3 separate regions of the Drosophila melanogaster genome follow, and regions 2 and 3 are each linked to region 1. Evidence: chromatin contacts called from public Hi-C and targeted proximity ligation data. All regions are on one chromosome and are shown on one strand. The core of a region is the stretch at or near the end of the contact, and the rest is flanking DNA. Distances in the headings are between cores, read along the strand shown. Region 1 holds the start of RtGEF (Rho-type guanine nucleotide exchange factor). Region 2 holds the start of CG2617. Region 3 holds the start of cad (caudal).

Region 1 (3,701 bases), core at 310-2,809:
TGAGCTGTGGATAGGCAAGTACAATTACGGATTAGCTGATAAGGGAAAAGTTATAATCCCAATTCTGATTCTTACCTTGCCTTCCTCCACCTTGGCAATGTACTTTTCGGCCGCATCGGCCTCCGTCAGCCGCACAGAGCCCTTGGTTTCGCCCTTGGCGAACTCAATGTAGGCCACCTCGAAGTCCTTGATCTTCTCGAAGGCTTCGCGAATTTCCTCGCGGCTAGATGTCTCCGGAGCGCCCTCGAAGACAACAATGGCGTTCTTGGGCAGCTCGAAGGCAGGCTCAGGCTTGGCCTCCTTTTTGTTTTTGCGCTTCTCGTTCTTCTGGGCGTATTCCTCCTGCTTCTCCTTAAGGTAGTCCACCTGCCATTTACGCAGCAGCTCGCGCTCCTTATAAACGATCTTCTCCTGTTCGAGGAAGGCCTTTGCCTGGTCCTTGGTCTCGAAAGTAAGGAAGATGCTGCCCTTGAACTTGTACGACTTGGTGGGCTTGTCATAGTGCTTGCGCATGGTCAGGTTGACCACTTTGTCGTAGTTGGCAGCAAAGTCGAGCAGTTCGCTAATCTGCGAATCTAGGGGGAAGCCCTTGGCGTATGCGGTCCGCTCCTGGATCTCCTTGCGCCGCTCTTCGTTGTGCTCTGGAATAGGACGCTCCGGATGGCGACGCAGGCTAAGTTTGTCTTCGCTAATCTCCACGAGGCCCTCCTCGGATTTGTTCAGGGCAGCCACGATCTCAGATAAGTCCGTGGACAGGGAGGCCAATCTCTTGAAGGTAACGAGCACCGACAGGGGCACCCAGCCGTCCTCGTTCTTGCCGATCTGCTCGCGCAGAAACTTGTCCCGATTCAGATTGGCATCGCCGAAGTAGTACTCTACCTGCCGGATTATGGCGCGCTCCTGTTTGGTGAAGCCGCCAGCGGCTTCCTCTGCTGCGGGAGCCGGGTCCTTCTTGGCGTCGCCGTTCTTCGCCTCCAGCACCTGCGCCTCGGCGGGCTGTGCTACCTCTTCCTGGGCTTCCACACTCGGGGTTTCAGCAACTTCGGCCATTTTAGCTGTGAAAATTTCGCAAAGAACTGAAATGTGCGCTCACTGAAACACGTGTGAAATCGGTAAAATGAGTCACGGCGTTTGACAACACTAGCCCCGAAATGCCGTGATAGAGATGCACAGGTCAAAAACCGTGACTAGCGCCAAGCATTAACTTGAAAATGCAGTGCGGACATCTTGACCAAAGACCCTAGAATTCTAGTGTCTTTGTCTTGACTATGTATTATTTAAAGGCTTTGAAAATATACGTTTGATTATTTAATTTTTGTAGTAGTGGTAATGGTAATATATCAACAAGAATTAAAAAAAAACCTTTACTCATTTACAATTACCGCGATATTCAAAAACAAGAACATACCAAACTAAAACTTATAATTCAAAATATATGTGACGAAAAGTGGTTTATATTATTTTTGAATGTGATTTATCAATTTACTCCAAAACTATCGATGCAAAGTTACGGAATGCTCCCCGATAGCCCTATCGATGCCGAGGACCTGTTGGCACGTACACATCTTTAGTTTGGCTGCGGCCGATTGCAGCCCTGGTTTTCTAGGTTTCTATTTTGGTCGAGCGCTGTGTTTTATTTATGTTTGCCATGGGAAAAGAGAGTTGCTAAAAGTGCCTAAATACGTGCACCTGGTTCACAAACGGGCGCTCCAACCAGTTGACCCCAGCCCCACGGAATCGGCATATGAGTAAACAAGTATTTGAAAAAAATAGTGAGAGCAGTTCAAATCGCGTCGGCCTAGAAAAGAAACCAAAAAATCGGGCAATAAATAGTGAAAAGTGTGCTCCTTTTGCTATATAACCAATTGTGTATATATAATAACAAGGGTGGATAAGTCGCGCAATCAACGAAACTTGGAAAACTAAACTATTAGTCACTATTCTATTATTGCTCAACGAACGACAGGGAACAACAACAAACGGATCAACAAATGTTTGATAAAACGCAACGCAGCTGAAGGTGAGCGAAAAACTAAAGTGGTTAAGAAAACCCTTCAGACAGCTTGGCTGCAATATATCTAGCCGTGGAAATGAATCAGGTTTTCCAATAACTGCTCGTCTGGCCAAAGGTTCAGTGGCATCTGAAAATTCACCCCACTATGCGTCATCCAAGTAGAGGCATCATAGACATCCCCACAACGGCAGACACAATCAAGCCTTCCTATAAGAACCGCCATGGGTTTTTACATACATATATGGCATATATAATAATAGAGCGGGTTTTCTTCCTTATTTCCCCTTGAGATTTTAATATACCCATACTGCTAAATTCTTCATCGATGAAGATATCTCTTACAAGAAGCATTTAGTTGACTGAATTATTGGTTTTTTTTTTTTTTTTTTTTTTTTTTTGTATTTCAACACTTTCTTTTAAGCAACATATTTATATAGAAAATCTAATACATTTTTAGACACATGACAAAATCCTATTTACGTTAAAAACAGTTTCAATCGTTTAGTCCCAACAAAGGACATTTAAAGCTTAAAGCTCAAGAATACATTTTATGTAATGACTCCTGTACTTTCGGCACAACTGTTGTTCAACTTGCTGCTGCTCGTGCAATAGTAATTTGTTGCCGGTTTCTGGAGTTCAGAGGTCCGCCTGCATAATCCATTGGGTCAATAGCAGGGCTCCTCGTGGGGCATCCGTTCCAGCTCCTCCCGAAAAGCGTTTGTTTGCTAGCACTCGCTGCGAAAGTAAAATGCACTGCCGGACGACGACGGAGGCACGTTCTGCCTGCCGCTGCCTGCCGCATGCCACCTGCCTCCCGGCCCCAAACTCCCCCATTGGATTCCCAGAACCAACAAGCATCATTACCCGAACAATTTTGAACCGCTGCCAAGAGAATTTCCTATGAAAGGTGGTGGCAAGCTGAATGCAAATTCATGCTTTTCTTTACTCTCACATGATCTTGGTTTCGGCCACCAGGTCAAAAGCAGTTTGCAAAATAAATAGCTACCCTAGAAAATATTATTTAAATCAAATTGAATTATTTCATGGTTTAAAAAGTTATATTTGTTTGTATATATTTATGTGGGGAATGTGAAAAAGTCTAGGGTAAGATCTCGTCGAACCACTTGGCTCTTTGCGCCCTATGGTTGTTATTCTTACGCTTTAATGAAAGCATGTTGGCAATATCTGTATGTGGGCCTGTGATTTCCCAAAACAAACATTGGCCGTCAAATCATGCGCCTGATTTTCACTCGTGTCTGCTGGGAAACCGCGTTTCTTCATATTTCCGCTGCTGACCTCGTTCTTGGTGTGTTGGTGTCGAGAACAGCGGATCCCCACAAGCTATTGGAACTCCCACTCGCTCACCTCTTCGGTGTGCCCACAGCCACCGATGACTTCCTCCGCCACGAAGTATCTATAAATACGGCGAGCGACGCAATCAAACTATATTACGTCCATATATCTGAGGAAATGCATCTCAAGTGGCGGCTGTGCAGCCTGTAAATCTCGGTATTGACACATTGAAGAGGCCTTATTGAGTGCAGTTCGGCTGAGCTAGTAGGGATAGCGATTCGGATCCGGTCCCGACCAGGCAGAACTGCATAAATTTGGTTTGTCTTTGGCTGACTTTGTTTGTCTTTGCCGCTGACTTTGCCAAGCAAAACAATCCACTCGCCTTTCTTTTACA
Region 2 (3,650 bases), core at 377-2,876, 330 kb after region 1:
GACCTTGGTTGTCTTGGATTATGGTCACCAACTGCTCCTCCAGCTCGGTGCACCGCTGCTGTTCGGCCAAGAAGTCACGTTTTAACACCTCCATTTCGCTGAGCAGCTTTACCAATTCCTCGTTGTCTTCACCCTTAACGGCGGTCCTCTCGCACATGGTGGCATTACTGAAGGAGATATCCTCCAATCCTGTCGAGTTCGCTATGGCCATAACATCTAGTTTGGAGAACTCAACACTCTGCTCCTTGCACAGCGATTGAATGCTGTGACTGGACACAGAACCCTCGGTCGAATGCTGCATCCTATAGCGTTCCTGCTGGTACTGATCCACCTTCCGCCGCTCGGTGCTCAGGGATTGCCGAGCATCGCTCAGAAGTTGACTCAGTTCCTCGCAGCGGGCTTCCAGGACTTCCGTGTTGGTGGTCAGCGTCTTAATCTGCTTCTTGTCCCGATTCTTCTCCAGATTTAGCCGCTGATTGGCACGCTCCAGATCCTGAATGCCCACTTCCAGCTGCTCGTAGACCTTAAGCCGTGAATCATTCACCTCGGTCATCGCATTAATGTGCTTGCGCAGATGCAAGATCTCCAGTTCCTGCTCATCCCCCTTAATCTTGTACTCCTTGATGAAGGTTTCCAGCTCCTTATTGCGTTCCAGGAGCGTTTTTCCCAGCTCTGCTGCCAATTGTAGGTCATCGAGCATGAACTGCGATACGTTTTCACAGCCAGCCGAACCGTGATTGGATTCCTCCATCTTGGACTTGGACCTTTCTAAGCTTGGGCTTGATGCGAACTCTGGCGAAAATTTAAAGATTTAATCGATTTTAGTTCATTTAGCAGCAGAGCTTTGTGAGCAAAGCAAAACTCAAACAGTAATTACTTGGCAAATGTCCTCTCAATGGTGGAAAACTGCTACAACAGTAACTTTTTTACTGTTTCATCCCCAAAAACAAAAAGTATGGTATTGCAGCGAGTGCAGAAAAAGCCCTACGTACTAGGGCGCAACTGCATGTACGAATAGTTAATTAATGCTTTTTATTATACACAATCGACCTGCAGACAAAGAACCGAAATGAACTTCCTAGCAGAACCGGAAATAAATTTATAATAGGATTATTCGCATTAGGGGGATTCCTGCTCAGATAGGGCTATGATTTAAGCTCGCCTTTCTTATATAACCCCTCGCGAGTTGTTTGGGGAAACCTTGTTGGATTCTGAAATACCAGCAAAATGCACGGATGTATAATTATATTTTTGAGCTTTCATTGTCTTTGAAAGAAGCATGCAATATCATAATAGATCAGTACATGAATACCCATATTAATTATTACGCATATTTATAGTTGTCAAAATTAATAAATCCAAATTGTTATGTCTCCTTAGTAATTCCTTTGCTCACAGAAGCAAAATATTTGTTTGAACATTATTAATTTAAGTTACCCTAGAATTTGGCGTATTTAAAGTTCAGATACCATCTAAGTTTAAATATATCTAGGAAGTGCAACCGATAATGTGTGGGGTGTTAAAAATAAATATATATATTAATTATACAAATATTTAAGATAAGTAATTATTTGACGCTACCTTATCGCAACGATAGCTTGGCTTTAATTACCAACCACCGCCTGGTCACACTAAGCGGCCGGCGTTCTTGTTTTGATTTTGTGTTTCTTCCTTTTCTTAATTCGAGGACAGTATGAGCCCCCCGCCATGCTGGACGCTCTAATTCGGGCAGCGGAGCTTGTGGATCTGGTCCTGCTGCGTCCGCTGGCCAGCGTGATTGATGCAGTGATTACTGGCGTGTACTACTTCCTGTGGGGCAGCTACCTCGTCGGCTTCTGTTTGGTGGAGGGCAGCAGGAAAGGATGGAATCTGTTGAGATGCGCGGTCAGGAATATCAACGAGGGCATCCGCGACTTGGGCCTCATCACGCTAGATGTGGCGGACTACTTCTACGGCGGCACCAAAGGCGGGCTCAAGAATGTACTCGATTTTGGTCACTGCATATCCCGATTCATCTGCAACTTACTCATCGATCTGGGTGATGGCATCTTGTGGCTGCTGATGCTGCTGCCGAGGGCCATACTATTCCTCTGGGACTGCCTCCTAGACTTTGTGGTGCACTCAATCGTGGCCCATGGCTTGAGCTTGCTGAACAGTGCGTTCCGGGCCTCGATAGGATTGGCCCTGCTCCTCGTTCTCTATATGTTCCGCCGCTATGTGTACCTGATGCTCATCTACCTGCTGCAACGTGGACGCATTGAAATCTCGACGAAGACGCAAAGCGTTTACCTATGGACCCATCATAAATTGCAACACTTCATACACAATGTTTGGTATGTGTCAGAGAACGCAGGATCCGCGAGTCCAGAACGCTGTGTCGTGTGCATGGCTCAAAGCAGGAACGTAGTAGTCATGCCATGCCGGCACCTCTGCCTCTGCAAAGAGTGCTCCCTGCAGCTCGTGCTCCTTTTAGAAGACCGCTGTCCTGTCTGCAGGCACAACATTACGTCGTTCCTGTCAGTTTACGTTTGATATATAAGACTGCCAATTGGAATTTAACTTATAAGTAATTATGATTCTCAGAAGTTAACCAAATGTCTTTGGTTAAGACACTTGTAATAGAAAAAACAAATAATCTTTACAAAGCAGAACAGACAAAACATTTTAATGCAGCTTTCAATTCCCAGACACCTAAAATATCAAGTAAAACAAGTTAAATTGTTTTATGTATTTATTTCAAACCAATGAAAATATACGATTTGTTTTGTATACATTTATGTAAATACGGTTTGGTTTTGCGTATAACTAATTTGCTCAAAAGACAGATATAGAAAAAACGTTTGTTTTGGGCTTACATCGTTTAAGTATATATAATTAAAGATTAAATCGAAATGAAATGATTCGCTTTGCTTGTTATCGTATTGCAGAGTTAATTGAATTGCAAGTTATAGTTCTTCCATCATAACACTTATATGATTTGGGTTCTTAACTGGTAAATGAAACGATCAAATAAGAGTAAATTACACAACTGGCAATATAGCATTGGTAGTACCGATGTCTATCAGATAGACATTTGTGATAGCGTCTATAGGTTTCACCTCTCTTTCTGCTTTCTGCATTTCTAGTAGTAGGCGCATAAGTGGGCTGGATATACATAGCTAATGTACATACATAGCTTAGGTTATCTATTGTGTGGTTGGGGGTGTAGTGGGAAATAGCGCCCGATGTACCGATTGACGCTCTTATTACGAATAACATTATCTTGCGAAGGACGTCTAATTATGCTATATAAATTTAATTTGTGCCAATTTCTTCTGTTGCTTTTCAATTTGTTGTATAAAGCTTTATGCGCTGCATCTAGCTTAATTCTATCCGTTACATAGTAAAATATATATGTATGTTAGTGTGTATATGTATATCCTTTAATAGCAATATTAAAAAGTTCTCATTTAAAATTGTTTCATCGAAAAATTTCACGTTTACTCTTCTGTTTTGTTTTATTTTCTTTTGTTTCGTTTTGTAGCTGTATCTCAAAAATATGAATCCACACTTGACATTCACGTAGTACAATAAATATGTATGCATTTATAAAATTACAAAAGAACAATAACCCAAAATATATGTATATGCTCGCTCTGGGATGGCCATAT
Region 3 (3,669 bases), core at 325-2,824, 420 kb after region 1:
TACCGAGCATCGAACATCGCGGCAATCAATGAATTTATTTTTTACAGATTTAGAGAGGATTTCTGGAATCTCGGGATTACTCAATCGGCGCGAGCTTAGCGTTCTTTTTAGGGATTACAATTGGGAGTAGCTGTGTGGTATCGAAATTCTTGCGAAAAATTAATAAGAATGGTGTTAGCTGACCTGGAATTTGTGAGGCAGGAATATGTTTAACCAACTATACCTTATTCCAATGAATATATTATATTCCTTTGTGTAAGGAAAAATTATAGTCAGATAGTTTGAAAATAATTGGACAATGATTTCACATTCTAATCTTAGGGTATATTACATGTATAGTTTTATAATTAATGCCACAATATGAATATTTGGAATTTGTTATATTGCCAATATATTATAATAATTAGGCGCGTTTGCAATCTTATGATCACACGCGTGTCTGTCATAAATTATAAATAAATCAATTTATTTATTATTATTCAAATTGCGTTCAATTATTAGTTTTTATGTTAGTGAGGAGGTTTTGTAAATGGGTTTATTGATATTATTAATTCTTTACCGTATTGGGCCAATTTTGCCTTTTGCTTCACGAAATGGGTAACACTTTTGCTAAAGTCGTTATGAAATAATAATCGATATTTCAATTCCACCCATTTGTTAAACTTCCAGCGAAGTTTGATCGAAAATAAGTTCTCATGGGAATTTAAATTGATTAGTCATATTTTTGGTAATGAAGCTGGAAACTTTCGATTTACATTAAATGATAGATCCGTCAAAAGATCACCTCATTTTTAGTACCATCTTTTTTTTTTACATAAGCCCCTTGTATCACATCTTGCACCTTATCAATGCCAGACTTCTTCCGCTATATTTGAGTTCCCTGCGAATTTTTATCGCTGCTTACATGTCAATTATGGCATTAGCTTTACAACTAGAACCGAACAATAGTGCTTTGACAATATCGAGGCGCCCATATAAACAGCGATTGCTTGGCAAACACCAAAAGTCTGGACATCAAGTGTGTGCAGATCAAACACGGTATATGGATATGGAGAATAAAATCCGGAGGATAAAACATTGATTATTCCCCAGATAGAGGTACATATATCGCGACTATTACGACCGTGGCAACATAATTTTACAGCCACTAATTGCATAATACACACGCATCTCCGCAATTACTTAATTAGCCAACGGCAATTGCAATTAAAGTACATACAAATCGAAAGCGGGCCATAAAGGAAAAGGGGTTTTCTTGGCCAAGATATTACGACAAACTGCATACCTGGCTCAATGGGGCGTGGCCACCTGCCTGCCAGCCATCGCAGACCGGTGCGAAAGAGACGGAGCACCAGACAGACGGAGATAGCGGTAGTCAAGCACTCAGGCCATCTTGAATTTCGACCGAGCAACGGAAATGAGGGTTAAAAACGCCCAAGTAAAGGCACTGCTCGTGCGCTAGAAAGAGACAACTAGTGAGTGCCGACTGCGGTGGTTGTTTTTTTTGAGCCTCTCTGCCTGTTTATCTGATTTTCCACTGCTTTGAGTTTTTTATCAGTCGAGTCTTGCTCTACGTTTCAGTACGTGTTCGACCTGCATACTGAGTTGACGTCGCCACGCACGGAATAACATTTCAAATTAGTAGATTAGCCCTGCAAAACAAAAATCCATCTCGTGAGTGAGTGCTGAAAAATAGCGTTTCGAAATATTATCGATATCTCGGTCGTATGTTACTGTGCTCCCAAAAAACACATCACCAGCCAGTGATAACTGTAAAGATTGACAAAGCAAAATATATCCATTATAACCCAAACTGAAACTCCAGAAAATGTGCAACTAAAACATATTGGCCATCAAAGTGATAAGACTTAGAGATTAACGCCGGATTATTGGACACCGGACCGAGCACTGGGACTATCTTCGGAGAAAGCGCACCTAATCTAACCTCAAAATGGTTTCGCACTACTACAACACACTGCCCTACACACAAAAGCACAGTGCCGCCAATTTGGCCTATGCCTCAGCGGCGGGCCAGCCATGGAACTGGACGCCCAACTACCACCACACGCCGCCGAACCACCAGTTCCTGGGCGATGTGGACTCCTCGCATGCCGCCCACCACGCGGCCGCTGCCCACCAGATGTACTACAACTCCCATCACATGTTCCACTCGGCGGCGGCGGCCTCTGCCGGGGAGTGGCACTCACCCGCCTCGAGCACGGCGGATAACTTCGTTCAGAATGTGCCCACGTCGGCCCACCAGCTGATGCAGCAGCACCACCATCATCACGCCCATGCCTCCAGCAGTTCCGCCAGTTCCGGGAGCAGCAGTAGCGGTGGTGCACCGGGTGCGCCCCAGCTCAACGAGACCAACAGCAGCATCGGCGTCGGAGGAGCAGGCGGTGGCGGTGGTGTTGGCGGGGCCACCGATGGAGGACCAGGTTCCGCACCACCCAACCATCAGCAGCACATCGCCGAAGGTCTGCCGTCGCCACCGATTACCGTTTCGGGCTCGGAAATCTCTAGCCCGGGGGCGCCGACTTCTGCCTCGTCGCCGCATCATCACTTGGCACACCATTTGAGTGCCGTCGCCAACAACAACAACAACAACAACAACAACAACAATAGCCCATCCACCCATAACAACAACAACAATAACAATTCGGTGAGCAACAACAACAGGACATCGCCATCGAAGCCGCCATACTTCGACTGGATGAAGAAGCCCGCCTATCCAGCACAACCACAACCAGGTGAGTCCTTAGAGACCCAAGAATATATTAAATACAGATTTAGTGTTTTATGAGGGGGTATGATCGGTTACTTCATAACTTTATGAGTAAGGCTAATAACCTGCTTTTACTGCAAAGTTAAGGTCTATGCTTGCCATTGTCACTAGCTTGTATGAGTTTTTTTTTTTTAATCGAATGTGAAATAAGATCTTACTCACCGAAGGCTTTTAGTCCGAAAGACCTCGATTACCCGAATTTTTGTGTATTCAGCTACTTAGTCATTCCACTGACCTTCGATTCCGCGTACCCTGCGCTTGGGTTTCTCCCGCATCCGCCTGGCTACATTCCGAACCCGAAGATTCCATATTGCCCAGCACATAATGCACTGCATTGTCTTCCCGCCAAGCTCGTGCTGTTCGCGCTTTTCCCTGTCCATCTCTCACGGTACATATATGGGCTTTTATAAGAATCCGTTTGCCTGGCGCGCATCCAAGTCCAAATGGCCAATTAGCTCATAAAAATCAAATTCTGTTCAAGCTTCACTTTTATGATATTCAGTTGGGGTCGCGAGATCCCCGATCCGACGCCTTGATTTATGGCCACCCCGTGTTCACCGTCCACATGAGTGTTTCTGTTTGTTTGCTCCACTCTGTCTCCGTCTCGATTCCGATTCCATTGACTAATTTTGTATCGTAAATCAACTTAACAACTATAAGCATTTGAAAATGGTTTGATCAACTTACCAATAACCAGACAGCATTTGATGGAAAGTCCATCAGAGTAGAGGACTGGACTGTAAAGGCTTAGGAAAGTTAGGGAGTTCGGAACCTATTTCACAGCAATTAGCATTATGTGGAGTGTCTAATTGAAGGTTTCACTATTTTCTAAAAATAGTGAATATTCTGAATAATAAGTGAATAATACCCAATTCGACTCT

What was found. A called contact is a pair of places that touch in the nucleus more often than the background predicts.
Region 2: a contact with region 1 is called in a targeted proximity ligation map of the Kc167 cell line, with 4 times the contacts expected there. A contact is called at or near these places in 9 of 107 Hi-C or Micro-C datasets (the Clone 8 cell line, the D17-c3 cell line, the Kc167 cell line and 3 more) and 1 of 7 datasets of targeted methods (the Kc167 cell line).
Region 3: a Hi-C map of the S2 cell line shows a contact between it and region 1, with 2.1 times the contacts expected there. A contact is called at or near these places in 2 of 107 Hi-C or Micro-C datasets (the Kc167 cell line and the S2 cell line) and 1 of 7 datasets of targeted methods (the Kc167 cell line).

The regions. Positions count from the first base shown.
Region 1 is chr2L:20,348,875-20,352,575 of dm6, forward strand. It overlaps RtGEF (Rho-type guanine nucleotide exchange factor), which reads left to right and starts at 1,560. Exons shown (of 8, transcript NM_057826.5): 1 at 1,560-2,020. La (La autoantigen-like) reads right to left here and starts at 1,138. Exons shown (of 2, transcript NM_057666.5): 1 at 76-1,138; 2 at 1-4. The coding sequence starts at 1,050.
Region 2 is chr2L:20,680,742-20,684,391 of dm6, forward strand. It overlaps CG2617, which reads left to right and starts at 1,627. Exons shown (of 1, transcript NM_136206.3): 1 at 1,627-2,888. The coding sequence starts at 1,708. The coding sequence ends at 2,532. Cen (Centrocortin) reads right to left here and starts at 1,105. Exons shown (of 2, transcript NM_136205.4): 1 at 878-1,105; 2 at 1-792. The coding sequence starts at 751. Hr38 (Hormone receptor-like in 38) reads right to left here. Exons shown (of 5, transcript NM_057771.4): 5 at 2,721-3,650.
Region 3 is chr2L:20,769,157-20,772,825 of dm6, forward strand. cad (caudal) reads left to right here and starts at 1,575. Exons shown (of 2, transcript NM_057606.6): 1 at 1,575-2,753. The coding sequence starts at 1,952.